Regions from separate parts of the Drosophila melanogaster genome. Here region 2 is linked to region 1. The links are chromatin contacts, called in public Hi-C maps. All regions are on one chromosome and are shown on one strand. The core of a region is the stretch at or near the end of the contact, and the rest is flanking DNA. Distances in the headings are between cores, read along the strand shown.

What was found. Hi-C and Micro-C count contacts between places; a contact is called where the count stands out from the background.
Region 2: a contact with region 1 is called in a Hi-C map of the Kc167 cell line, with 2.5 times the contacts expected there. The contact joins the promoter of CG2004 here to the promoter of CG12111 in region 1. A contact is called at or near these places in 3 of 107 Hi-C or Micro-C datasets (the D17-c3 cell line and the Kc167 cell line) and 1 of 6 datasets of contacts at active chromatin or transcription factors (the Kc167 cell line).

The regions. Positions count from the first base shown.
Region 1 is chrX:8,568,328-8,574,503 of dm6, reverse strand. CG12111 reads left to right here and starts at 3,556. Exons shown (of 2, transcript NM_001272412.1): 1 at 3,556-3,693; 2 at 3,760-4,296. The coding sequence starts at 3,582. The coding sequence ends at 4,214. It overlaps Trf4-1 (Topoisomerase related function 4-1), which reads right to left. Exons shown (of 5, transcript NM_001272411.1): 5 at 4,345-6,176. spirit (Serine Protease Immune Response Integrator) reads left to right here and starts at 911. Exons shown (of 5, transcript NM_167161.2): 1 at 911-975; 2 at 1,505-1,676; 3 at 1,791-2,045; 4 at 2,197-2,413; 5 at 2,536-3,405. The coding sequence starts at 1,598. The coding sequence ends at 3,166. It overlaps CG12065, which reads right to left and starts at 198. Exons shown (of 8, transcript NM_206662.3): 1 at 97-198.
Region 2 is chrX:8,711,933-8,717,338 of dm6, reverse strand. CG2004 reads left to right here and starts at 2,415. Exons shown (of 3, transcript NM_001272424.2): 1 at 2,415-2,863; 2 at 3,204-3,740; 3 at 3,934-4,867. The coding sequence starts at 3,271. The coding sequence ends at 4,741. It overlaps CG1785, which reads right to left and starts at 2,403. Exons shown (of 5, transcript NM_132274.3): 1 at 2,183-2,403; 2 at 1,944-2,117; 3 at 1,567-1,887; 4 at 1,088-1,504; 5 at 274-1,025. The coding sequence starts at 2,310. The coding sequence ends at 629. It overlaps Hexo2 (Hexosaminidase 2), which reads right to left. Exons shown (of 3, transcript NM_080342.4): 2 at 5,227-5,406; 3 at 4,861-5,156. The coding sequence ends at 4,975. It overlaps l(1)G0020 (lethal (1) G0020), which reads left to right. Exons shown (of 5, transcript NM_132275.2): 4 at 1-252; 5 at 393-626. The coding sequence ends at 519.

The sequences.
Region 1 (6,176 bases), core at 2,307-4,806:
ACTGTTCGCATTTTCACCGTTAGTGCGCGCGGCGCATACGACGGACGGTGGATGGGAAAGGGAAAGGTCGCGGCAAAGGAGCGCGCGTACACTTACGCCAAAATGCCGGCAAAAACAAAATGAAAACACGGGGATAGATGTTGATGGATGGAAACCCTTTTCAAAGTCCGTTTTGTTCAAAGTTCGCTTTTCAACTGACCAGATTCGGCTTTCGGTTGCGCGGCCAAAAATGCCAAATGCCGCGCATAGTGTGACCATCCGTCAGTGCAGCGTGAATACCGAAAAGCTCACGCGCTGATGCTCCGGTTACACTACAACAAAAGCTTTTGGTACAAATCGAAGCTTACAACAGCTTTTTAAAACGCAATGAACAAAATATTTACAGAGTATTTACACGACGAGCTTTTTTTTTCAATTGTCAACTAATTGAAAAAAAGCTCGTTGTGTAAATATTTTTGACAACCTCTGTGTATATATACATATGTACATATTTAATATGTTACACATTTTTTGAAAAATAAATAATTGGCGCAATACAGGGCCACTTTGGTTTACATAGCACAGGCAAAACATGTTGCTTCGGAGATTCTAATACACGATATAAACGTATGAAAACAAGCATGAACGAATATAAAGTCCCTTCGGCTTTCCAAGCCTGCTGGATTTATCTTCATCGGAGGTTTCATCTGAGGTGATATGGACGAAGATGGAATGACGAGGCATTTTTTTCCGATTTACACGCAGAAGCAGCACGAGCGTCCTTTTTATAGCATTTTAATATGATTGTACACAGTTCGATCGTCACTATGCGATTGTTTAATCATTATTTAAGCTTTTCAAGACATGTGACCAGATTTTAGTCGCCTTTCAAGCTGAGATTCCGAAAATCAGATACTTTATACTATGGCGCCATTCGCGCAGCCTCACACTGATTGAAAACAAGTAAGCTGATAGCTGGATACGCTGCAAGGCAAAGTATAAAAAACATAAAGTAAACAAATGTAAACAATTCATATAAGCCAAGTTCAATGAGCCAAATCCAAGTAAACAAATGAATTTAGCGGCAGAACCGGTTGTTCTTGCTTATATAATACAATATATTGCTTTCGTTTCGATTCTGGCTGCTATCAAAAAAGCCCAAAACTCGTGTCACAAAAGTCAAGAAGCGACCGAGCAGATAATACAGCTCGGGAATTAAACAAATGCGTATTTTTTTTGTTTGAAATCAATAAATCCAAGTTGGCACGACAATAATCAAAATGTATAATGAACGCGAATAACCTTTATTGTATTTCAAACAGAAAGTACAAATTTATTTTAATGCTTTTAGGAATCTATATGTGCAAAAAAAAAATGCACTATGTTTGCTCTACACTTTCAAGTTTATAGAATTCAAAAAATAAATGCACTTTTGTACTCCCCATCTATATTGTATGTATATTGTGTCGCTTTTCTCACTGTGTGTCCGTTGGCTTTCGGTTAATTGGCACTTGGATGTTGGAAGTTGCCCGGCTGGTTTCTGCTTTCCGATCTGGGATCGCCACTTGTCGAGCTGACCCCACTGCAGTCCGCCGCTGGCGCTGATCAAGAACGGAGGATGAGCATTCGGTCTACCCATTGCATACCCACTCGTGTGTATCTGCACCTTCTGCTGGTGTCGCTACCACTTTTGGCAGGTGAGTACAGGAATATCTGATCGATCAAGGGGTTTTCCCAGCTCAGTCGCGTCGAGTGACTGGCTGACTCACATGTATTTCACATCCATTCAAATGGTACTTTTTTCGTCGAAGTTCACGCCACGCCCGCCATAAGTCCGCAATCGTTGCGCGGCATCATCTTCCCCGTCGAAACCTTCGATGAGTGCCAACTGGAGGACGTGGCGCGGACGAAGGGCACCTGCCGGCGCATGGAGGACTGTCCCAGTGCCCTGAACGGCTGGCTAGAGCGGCGCGAATCGCCCAAGACCTGCTACTTTGTGAGGTTCGACCACTATGTGTGCTGCGCCCCAGCTGTAGCTCCAATTGTCACCCGATCCAGCCAGCAGGGTAAGCTGACCCACCTCAACATATCCATAAATAACAGACATATTGTATTATTGCAAGTATATGTATCATTTGGCCCTAGTTTCGAGCCTTATAATGTGTTGTCATCCATGACTAACCACAGGGTATCCCCTGACGTTTCCATTTCCCCCAGCCTGCAATGAACTGAACAAGGTGTCAAAGGTCAAAGAGATCGACGAGTTCTTCGTGTCGGTGGTGGGCGGCATGCCCACCCGTCCGCGGGAGTTCCCCTTCATGGCCGCATTGGGCTGGCGTTCGAACTTCGATCAGAGGATATACTATCGATGCGGCGGCGCCCTTATCGCCAACAACTTTGTCCTGACCGCAGCCCACTGTGCCGATTTGGGCGGGTAAGTTGGAACGCTAATCTGCATGATTGGCGGTTTTTCCCTGGCAATGGAAATATCCCCTGATATTCGTATGTACATAGATTGTTGAGCTCTCAATCCTAATGTCGCTTCTTCTCTTCCAGTGAGCCACCCAGTCAGGTGCGCCTCGGTGGCGACAATCTAACCCTGACCGAGGGCGAGGATATAAGCATTCGGCGCGTGATCATCCATCCGGATTACAGTGCCAGCACGGCATACAACGATATTGCGCTGCTTGAGCTGGAGACGGCGGCCAAGCCGGAACTGAAGCCCACTTGCATTTGGACGCAGAAGGAGGTGACCAACACGCTGGTCACGGCCATTGGTTATGGGCAGACCAGCTTCGCCGGTCTATCCTCCGCTCAGCTGCTAAAGGTGCCGCTGAAAAGCGTGAGCAACGAGGAGTGCCAGCACCACTACCAAAAGGATCAGCTGGCTCAGGGCGTGCTGGGCACGCAGATGTGCGCCGGCGATATAACCGGCGAGCGGGACACCTGCCAGGGCGATTCCGGCGGACCGCTGCTCATGCAGGACGGCCTGCTTGGCTATGTGGTGGGCATCACATCGCTGGGACAGGGATGCGCCAGTGGACCGCCATCGGTGTACACCAGGGTGTCCAGCTTCGTCGACTGGATCGAGGGCATTGTGTGGCCGGCGCAGCAGGTGACGAACGCACCGCAACCCAACCAGATGACCAGTTTCAGTCCCGAATTCGATCTGCGGGCGACGATCTGAGTTTTGCTTTCGAAAGCTCCATATATATACAGGAATAGATTTACAAAATGATCCAGCAAGAAATTATTTGAATATTTACATACACTATTAGGTAAATCAACAAATTTCAAGAAATATTTATTTTTGAGCTCGTTTAGTGTTTAAAACTTTATTTAAACTTAACCGTAAGCAAAAGCCAACTGCATAATAGCGCATATCGAATAAACTTGCTAACAAAATCAACAATTGAGATTTTAAATAAACAAAACCATATTTATAACTTTTCACTCATGTCCGTTTGTTGGATTGAGTTTCTTGTTTGGAATCATGTTGCTATTTCAGCCGATACCCATTGGATAAACAGCTGCGCAGCATGGATATATAAGTGGCCAGAACCGCAGGAGACGGATACTTGAGCACGAACCGCTGACCACTGATGTACCGCACCGAGACTCTGCTGCTAATCCTGACGAGCGTCGGGATACCGTCACTGGCCTATCTGCCCGATGTGAACATATTCACCAACTACCGCACCGAGGTCTATAATGGTATGTATAATAGGAATTGTTTGTAAAGTGTGGCGGACTAATAAAGAAATCCCACAATATCGCTAGGCATTCCATCGGAGATTGATACCACACCGTTCGTGCGGATCGGGGACAACTATTACTACATCGAGCCCATGAATAAGGTGAATTGGTTTCAGGCGGCCGGCGCCTGTCGCATGATGAACGCCCACTTGGCCTCCATCGAGGATAAGCCGGAAATGGAGGCGCTGATCAAATACATGAAGGCCAAGGGGTTCAAGAACAATGATTACTTTTGGATATCGGGCAATGACCTGGGCACCGAGGGCGCCTTCTATTGGATGTCCAACGGCCGCCCGATGACCTACGCCCCTTGGAACGGGCCCAAGCAAATGCCGGATAACTACGGCGGCAACGAGAACTGCGTCCACATGTTCGCCACCCGGGAGATGATCAACGATGCCAACTGCAAGATCCAGATGCTGTACGTCTGCGAGGCGACGGAACCGAAAACCTTCAAGTTCACCTACATTAAGTGGTAGTTTTCGATTGGTTCTAAAATAAAACCAGCATTACATACATATATTAAAATAAGTTCAATTGAAGTTGGGGCAAAACCGAGTTGTTTTACGAATATTACGAATATTGGTACATATTAAAAACAAAAGTTGTAGTTTTTGCCGGCTTTTATTTGTCGCATCGTTTTGCTTATCGCATCCGTTATTCTCTTTTCGCTAATTATACAATCAGTTAGATTTACGATTTTTGCATACTAAATTGTTACGATTCCGATTCTTACACAGCTATTGAACTCTATCATATACATACATGTATTATCGATCGATTCATTTGATTCACTTGAATTGAATTTAGTTGCGTTAAATGTAGTTAATTAAATTTAATTTAATTTATTAATACCCACTAATATCGCGACGACAAAAAACTGTGTATGTTTCGAGTATATGCATGTGTGTTATATAACAATAACGGCACACGTAATATGAAAGTTGGGAACTGCGAACGGAGCGCAAACTGAAACGAAAACGAAGGACTGAATGGGCAATGATGGACGAAGGATGAAACGATTTCGAATGCATGGAATCCAGTGGGGAAATGGGTTAGTTTTACAGTTAGATCTGCGGCTTACTTGCTAGGCTAGGCGAAAACGTGATCGATATTGAAAAAATCTACGACATAATCTCAACATTCATAGCGAGTATGCATGTAGTGGTGTATTCGTGTGTGTGTGTGTGGGAGTGCTTATGTGCTTACATATGCTCTGGTACACAGTTATGTAGTCTAAGTAGTTGTCGATTTACGATTTACCATTTACGAGTCTTACGTGGCTAGATTGCTAATTCTAAACATTTGTTTGTTCACATTAATCCACAAGTTATGCATATAAATATTGTATATTTATCAATTAGTTAATATTAGTAACTACATACATATAATTCATATAAATATTCAACAGACGAGTGCATAAATTTAATAATTCTTATATGTTACTCTCGCTCGCTCTCTATTTCGTTCCTTATTACTTTATCTCGCTCTATCGCAACCGCTTTCTCATTCTTACTAACGGCTCATTGCCCCGTCTTCCCCAACTTTCTATGCTAACTTTATCGTTAAGTGTCCCTCTCTGTTCGGGTATCTGTGTGGGGGGAGCCTTTGCGCTTGTGTGTGTTTGTGATGTGAGTGAGAAAGTGTGTATGTGTAAGGTGGGCTTCAAAGCTGCCAGCTTGTAGGAGTCGTCGTGCGAAAGGGAGAGCGCACCTTCGGCCTTTGTCAACATTGAACATCGCTTTAATTCACACTAGGCAACAGAAAAAAAAAAGATATTGAACCTAATCTCGATTTTTCTGAAATATCGAGGGTCCTAAATGACGTTTCTCTTTCACACACATTTCGAAAATTAAAAAATTAACTTTAGGTTTTGAACCACTCAAGGTCGATACTTCAGATTCAATACTATGAACTCTTAGCTCACGATTCACAAACAAGCTTAATGTCGCAACAGTTCACAAATACATACATATGATCGAAAGGAAAGCCAAATGAGAAACTATAATAGAAGTTAAATATTAAGACATTAGACATTACAGAACTATACATAAATGATGCAAACAAAAATTGTGCTATCACACCATACAACAGAGAAATCCATATTCAAGTATTGCAACATGTTTTGATGTACATTTAAAGCCGCGTTTTTTTTTTTTTGTGTATGTCATTTACAATCTCCAAGAATCAGAAATGTTGCACTTTCAGAATGAAATTTTAAATGTTGCCGCCTAGTATTACAGAGCTCTATGTTCGCGACTCGATTGACAAACATGTTCGTAGACTATTTAGGTGACTTTACAATTAGTTGGGTTTATGTTTCTGGTTTGGGCTTTTTTTTTGTTTTGCTTTCTTTGTTTCTTTGTCTCTTACAAATGGAAAAAGAAGAACAGCCTAAAATGTTATACATGTACAAAGTCTAAATCTTCTTTTCTACTCTT
Region 2 (5,406 bases), core at 1,166-3,665, 140 kb before region 1:
GCATATCGAAGGCGGCATGCTGCGGGAGGCGGATCTGTCCAAGGGCGAGGAACTGCAACCGCTGACTCTGTCCCTCGACAAGGAGCTGGATCAAACCGCTCAGAAGCTGAGCAAGCAGCAGCGCAAGGAGCTGAAGCGCCTGAAGGCCGAGCAGCTGGACGAATTCCAAATCAAGGGCACCGAAGAGGATTGGTCCAAGGCGCTGGAAACAAACGGAACAGGCGGTGGCAGCGGGCTGCTCTCCGTCAAGAGGTAGGTGCGCCTATTTTTTTTAATAATGTGCTTAATACATAACCACGTTTATTTATTTGTCTCCAGTTTCGTTTTATTATAAACATCACTCAGTTAAAAAAAATATAACTTATTTCGTATTTGCCTCTCTTTCGTTTCAGTGGCGTAAAGCGACTGGATGGACCAATCGAGACGCGTGAGGATGGCGACCTGGCAGCTCCGCTGTCCAAGAAGAAAAAGAAGAACAATCCGAAACAGAGACGCAGTCAGGGCAAGTCCCTGATCTAGAGTTCATAATTTTTTTCGTTTGGGGGGAAAAAGAATGTGGATTTTAATTCTATAGAAAAGTACATATTGTTGTAAGCTCCGTTAAAAATAAAGAGACCTAATAACTGAACTATATCTTGATATTGGCAGTAGCCTTGGCTGCAGCGGCGGCCGCCCTGCGCCGTTCCTTGAGGTCATTATAGCTAACGCCCGGCTCCTTGTGGGAGTTGCGCTCGAAGCGCTTGACCTTGGACTTCTTGCGGCTGACGAGCTTTGTCGTGGGCAACATATTGTTGCGTTGCAGCGTGTGGAAGCGGTCCTTCAGCAGACTGCTCTCAGTCTTCACGTTGCGCAGATTTCCGGCGATATCCTCGGGCAGATTTACGTCTAGGTCTGGCTCCTCGAACTTGTGACGCCCCAGGCGTTTCGGCTCAAACTTGGCCTTCTCGGCGCGCTGCTTGCGGCGCTTCTTTAGATCATTCAGGTCCTCCTCCTCATCGTCTAGCTCGTGGCGAATCGATTTGATGCTGAATGAAGAAACACAATAGAGATTAGAGATGGACCACAACGCCATCAGTTAGAAACTTACCGTATCAGGTCAGCCGTCTGTTGCTTGAGCTTCCTCTTGAGCTCTGTTTGACGCGCCAGCTCCTTTTGCTTGAGCTCGTTGCGGCGAGCCTGCTTGCTCTTCTTTTTGTTCTCCACGGGAGCGTTGATTGTGTGATATGGCTTTTCATCATCGTCCTCCTTTTTCTTCCCATTCGTTTGGACATCCTCATCGAGCTCACTACCCTCCTCCTCGTCCATGCCTTGGCTCATTTCATTTAGGCGACGACGATCTCTCTCCTCGGGCGTCACCTTGGAGAACATGCTGGTGGTCACGCGCTTAAGGTGCTGTTCCTTCTTAATGATGCCCTCCTCGCGTTCCACCACCTGATCAATAAGCGCCTGATGATCCTCGGGTGCGGGATTGTAGCTCATGCCCGGATGCGGGAGTTCGAATTTCCTAAAAGACATATTACAATCAATAATAACCCGACTGCTTAAGGCCCAGCAAAGTGTGCTCACTTGGCTTTGGTGGTTTTGTGGTGCAGACTAGCGTGAGTTTTCACCACCTTCTTGCCAATATTTCCAGCTGTGTGCAGTGCCAGTTCGCGACTGATCCAACCCTTCTCGTCCTTGAGTCCAGGAATCTCGTCGCGAAAATCCACCTCCTGCCAGATGTCCTTCTCGACATCAAGCTTCTTGTTCTTCTTGTCGGCCAGACGCTGTTCCAGTTTTACGTAGTACTGAGCTCGATCGCTGTTGGCCTGGCGATGGCGCGGCTTGGTTGGATTGCACACCTCCAGCTCGATGTTACGTCCGTTCTTCTTCTGGCGCACATGGTTGCTGCAGGGATTTCAAGATAAATGAGATCGCCTGTCAGGGATATGCTGCAAACTCACCGCTTGGCAATGGGATCTTGGACTTTGGATGTGTTCTCCAAAGCCTGGTAACTGCGCATGGGCTTCTTGGCATTCAGCTTCCGCTTTTGCTTCACACTCAGAACGGTGGCCTTGGTCTTCGGGAGGCTGGAGTCCACAACGAACAGATCCTCATCCTGTTTATCCGCGAACGTTCTGTAATAAGCGCAGTACGCAAATGAATGATTCCGGATGGCCACATTGTTTACCCGCTAACTCACCCAACGCGCTCCTCCTGGCGCTGATCTTCGAGGAACTGCTCGACATCCTGGATGTCTGTTTTGCGCCATGCCGATTTGTTCTTCTTCGAGATGCGCTTCTTCTTTGTCGCTGGCTCTACGGCCGTCATTTCTCCGGATTATTTGGAAATTATCAAAGTACAAAAAACAAATGTTGAGCGGCACACGTGCAATCTGCACAGGCTTTCCAGCACGTTTGGCGTCGTTTGCCAACACTGGCAGCTAGTTGCTGTCAGCTGCTTAGAGATGGCAAAAATCAAGTGTGCTAAGCTACAAAACTAGAGTTGGAACTCTATATATAAATATGAATTAAACTATTACTATATGCATTTGGTTTTAATAGCTTGGATTAATTTCTATCAATGGAGCAACAGGAAAGTAGCTTAAAAGCGACGCTAGCTCTTTACCAGCTGGAAACTGGCTTGCGCATCTCTAACCCTGCCTTCACTCGGATTCAAAACACCTGTGTGCGTGCATGTGCCTACATTTGTGTGCGTGACCAACTGAGCTGCTGCTGCTGTGCATTGTAATTCATTTCGAATTTATAGCCACCCGCGATCCGAATCAAAATCAGTAGCACTTGCGACGAGCTGGCGGTCAAAAGGGCAAAACCATAAACGTCACCGAAAACTCACGCACGTGTGTAAAGTGTGAAAAACGCCGGTAAGTGAGAGCAGCGACGTCGACTGCGACGGAGGCGTAGACGCGGCTGACGTGTACCAAACAAAACGCGGTAAACAAACTTGTCCGCTTATTTTTATTTGTATTTGGATACTCTTGCAAAGGGTGTGATCACTTAGACATTCCGAACGATCTAATGTCTATATCCTATAGCTCTTAAGGCAGTATTAATTAATAATTAATTAAAAAGATAATCATATAAATGCGAGGGTATTCAAGCATCAGCAAGCAGCCTGCTCACGTTTTTTTTCCAATTGCTATTTTCTTTTTTTCTATTTTTGTTTTTCACCGATTACGCCGTGTTATCGCCGCGCTGAAATAGTTTAACTCGTTACAAATAGCAGATCGCGATCTCCGGCAGCGACAGACACACTTTGGACACCACCACGATGAGCACCTTTCCCAGCTTCGCGGACATTTCGGCCAAATTCTCGGAGGCGACGCTGGACGAGATCATCCGAAACGCGGGCGGCACCCGGCACACCTCGTACAAATTTGGCCCAAGTGGCAAGAAGGGCGACGCCTATCTGAGCCGTGTCTTCCGCATCACCATCTACGGCGTCAAGGAGGCGGAAGAGGGCCAGGATGAGAAGCAACTAGAGATCAGTGTGATCGTGAAGGCCATGCCCGACAATCTGCACCGTCGGCGACTCTTCCGTTCGGTGATATTCTTCCGCAACGAGATCAACTTCTACACCAAGGTGTTGCCGGCCATCGAGGCATTCCAGAAGTCCCGCCAGCCCGCGCCTAAGAAGCCCTTCGTGGAGTACCCCCGCTGCCTGGCCAGCCTGTGCGATGGCGTCAACGATTTCATCGCCCTGGAGGATGTGGGTCCCAGGGGCTACAGGGCACCTGTACGGTTAGTTTATTCCTCCTCCTCCTCCTCCACCCCTTTCGTATGAAATCAGCTTTCTATAAATAAGTGTAACTACACTATCTGTCGACTTCCCATACAATAGATTATTTCAATATCTACCATTAATACCATTAACCCTTATTGATTATAAATTATACAACTACATTTACTTCAATTACCTTACCTTACCTTGCAGTCAAGACTACATTTCGCTGGAAGATGCCCTGCTGACGATGCGGACCCTGGGTCGTTTCCATGGCGTGGCCCTGGCCTTCAATGCCCTGGATAGCAAGAACTTCGAGAAGGCTGCTGGTTCGCTGGAGGAGACCTACTATGGCGAACACACCCGCGAGTGGTACACGGGCTTCCTCCTGCTGGCGGAGAATGTGGCCACGGACGCCGTCAAGCAGATCTATCCGAATAGCAAATACGAGACTGTGGCCACAAACTTCCTGCAGCCGCCGCTGTTCGATGATCTGATCAATCTGGTGTCCACTCGCTCCAAGTTGAGTGTCTTCGGGCACGGCGATTGCTGGACGCCCAACTTTCTGACCAAGTACAACGAACGGGGACAATCGGAGGAGATCATCATCATTGATTTCCAGTTGGCCAGGTGCTCCTCCTTGGCCCTCGACCTGAGCTTCTTCATCTATTCCTGCACTAGCCAGGAGCTGAGGGAACAGCACTACGATGAGCTGCTCCGCGCCTACCTGGAGAGCGCCCAGGATTTGATTCAGGATCTCGGTGGCAATGCAGAGTCTATCATCTCCTGGGAATCACTGCAAGAGGAGCTAAAGAACTTTGGTCGCTTTGGTTGCGGCATGGGCATCGAATCGCTGCCGATGACGATGATGGAGGACGATGAGGTGGCCGATCTGGATGGAATCAAGGAGAACGCCATTCTCACCGACATCTGGAATATCACACCCTTCAAGGAGTCCGCCAAGCAGCAGCGACTGGCTGATATCTTCAAGCACGCCATCGATCAGGGCTACATTAAGTGAGCTCATTAATTTCTATGATAAAATCGAATTCATATAGTATTGGGTATTTCGTAATTGTAACCCATATAATGTACAAAACGTAACTCCAGATAATTAAAAGCATATTATAAACACATTTTGGATTGGATTAAAAACAGATCTTTATGGGCAATAACTGATGAATAAAATAACATAGTTTGAAAGGTATGTACATGGTATGTGCTGGTGCTAAAACTAGGTTCGGAACGACCGATTTAGAGGCACTGTCCTTCGTGGAGGACGCACCAGTGCGGAATAACTGCATCCGCATGGATTCCGCGCGCCAGGAGTCGCTCCCGGTAGCGGTAGAATCTTCTTTGGGCCAACAGGGCTGAAGACTTTGGATTTGACCACATTCGCTCGGCTGCTGCTCCAGCTCGCGGCCAGATTCGGGATTCTGTAGGGGATTGGATTGGGTTTAATTAAATGGGTTTGGTTCACCGTTTGGTTCCCTAGCGTTTACATACCCAGTGAGTTCTGATCCACATACTCGCTCCACATGCACACCTCACCGCCGAGAACCTGATCCTTGCTGCGACCAACGGGCATGCCACTGGAGTACACGGTGCGCCAGTTGTAGTACGATGTGCTGCCCCAGAAGCCGTGATCCAGGTACCAGGCATTCTTCGTGGACACAATCAGTCGGT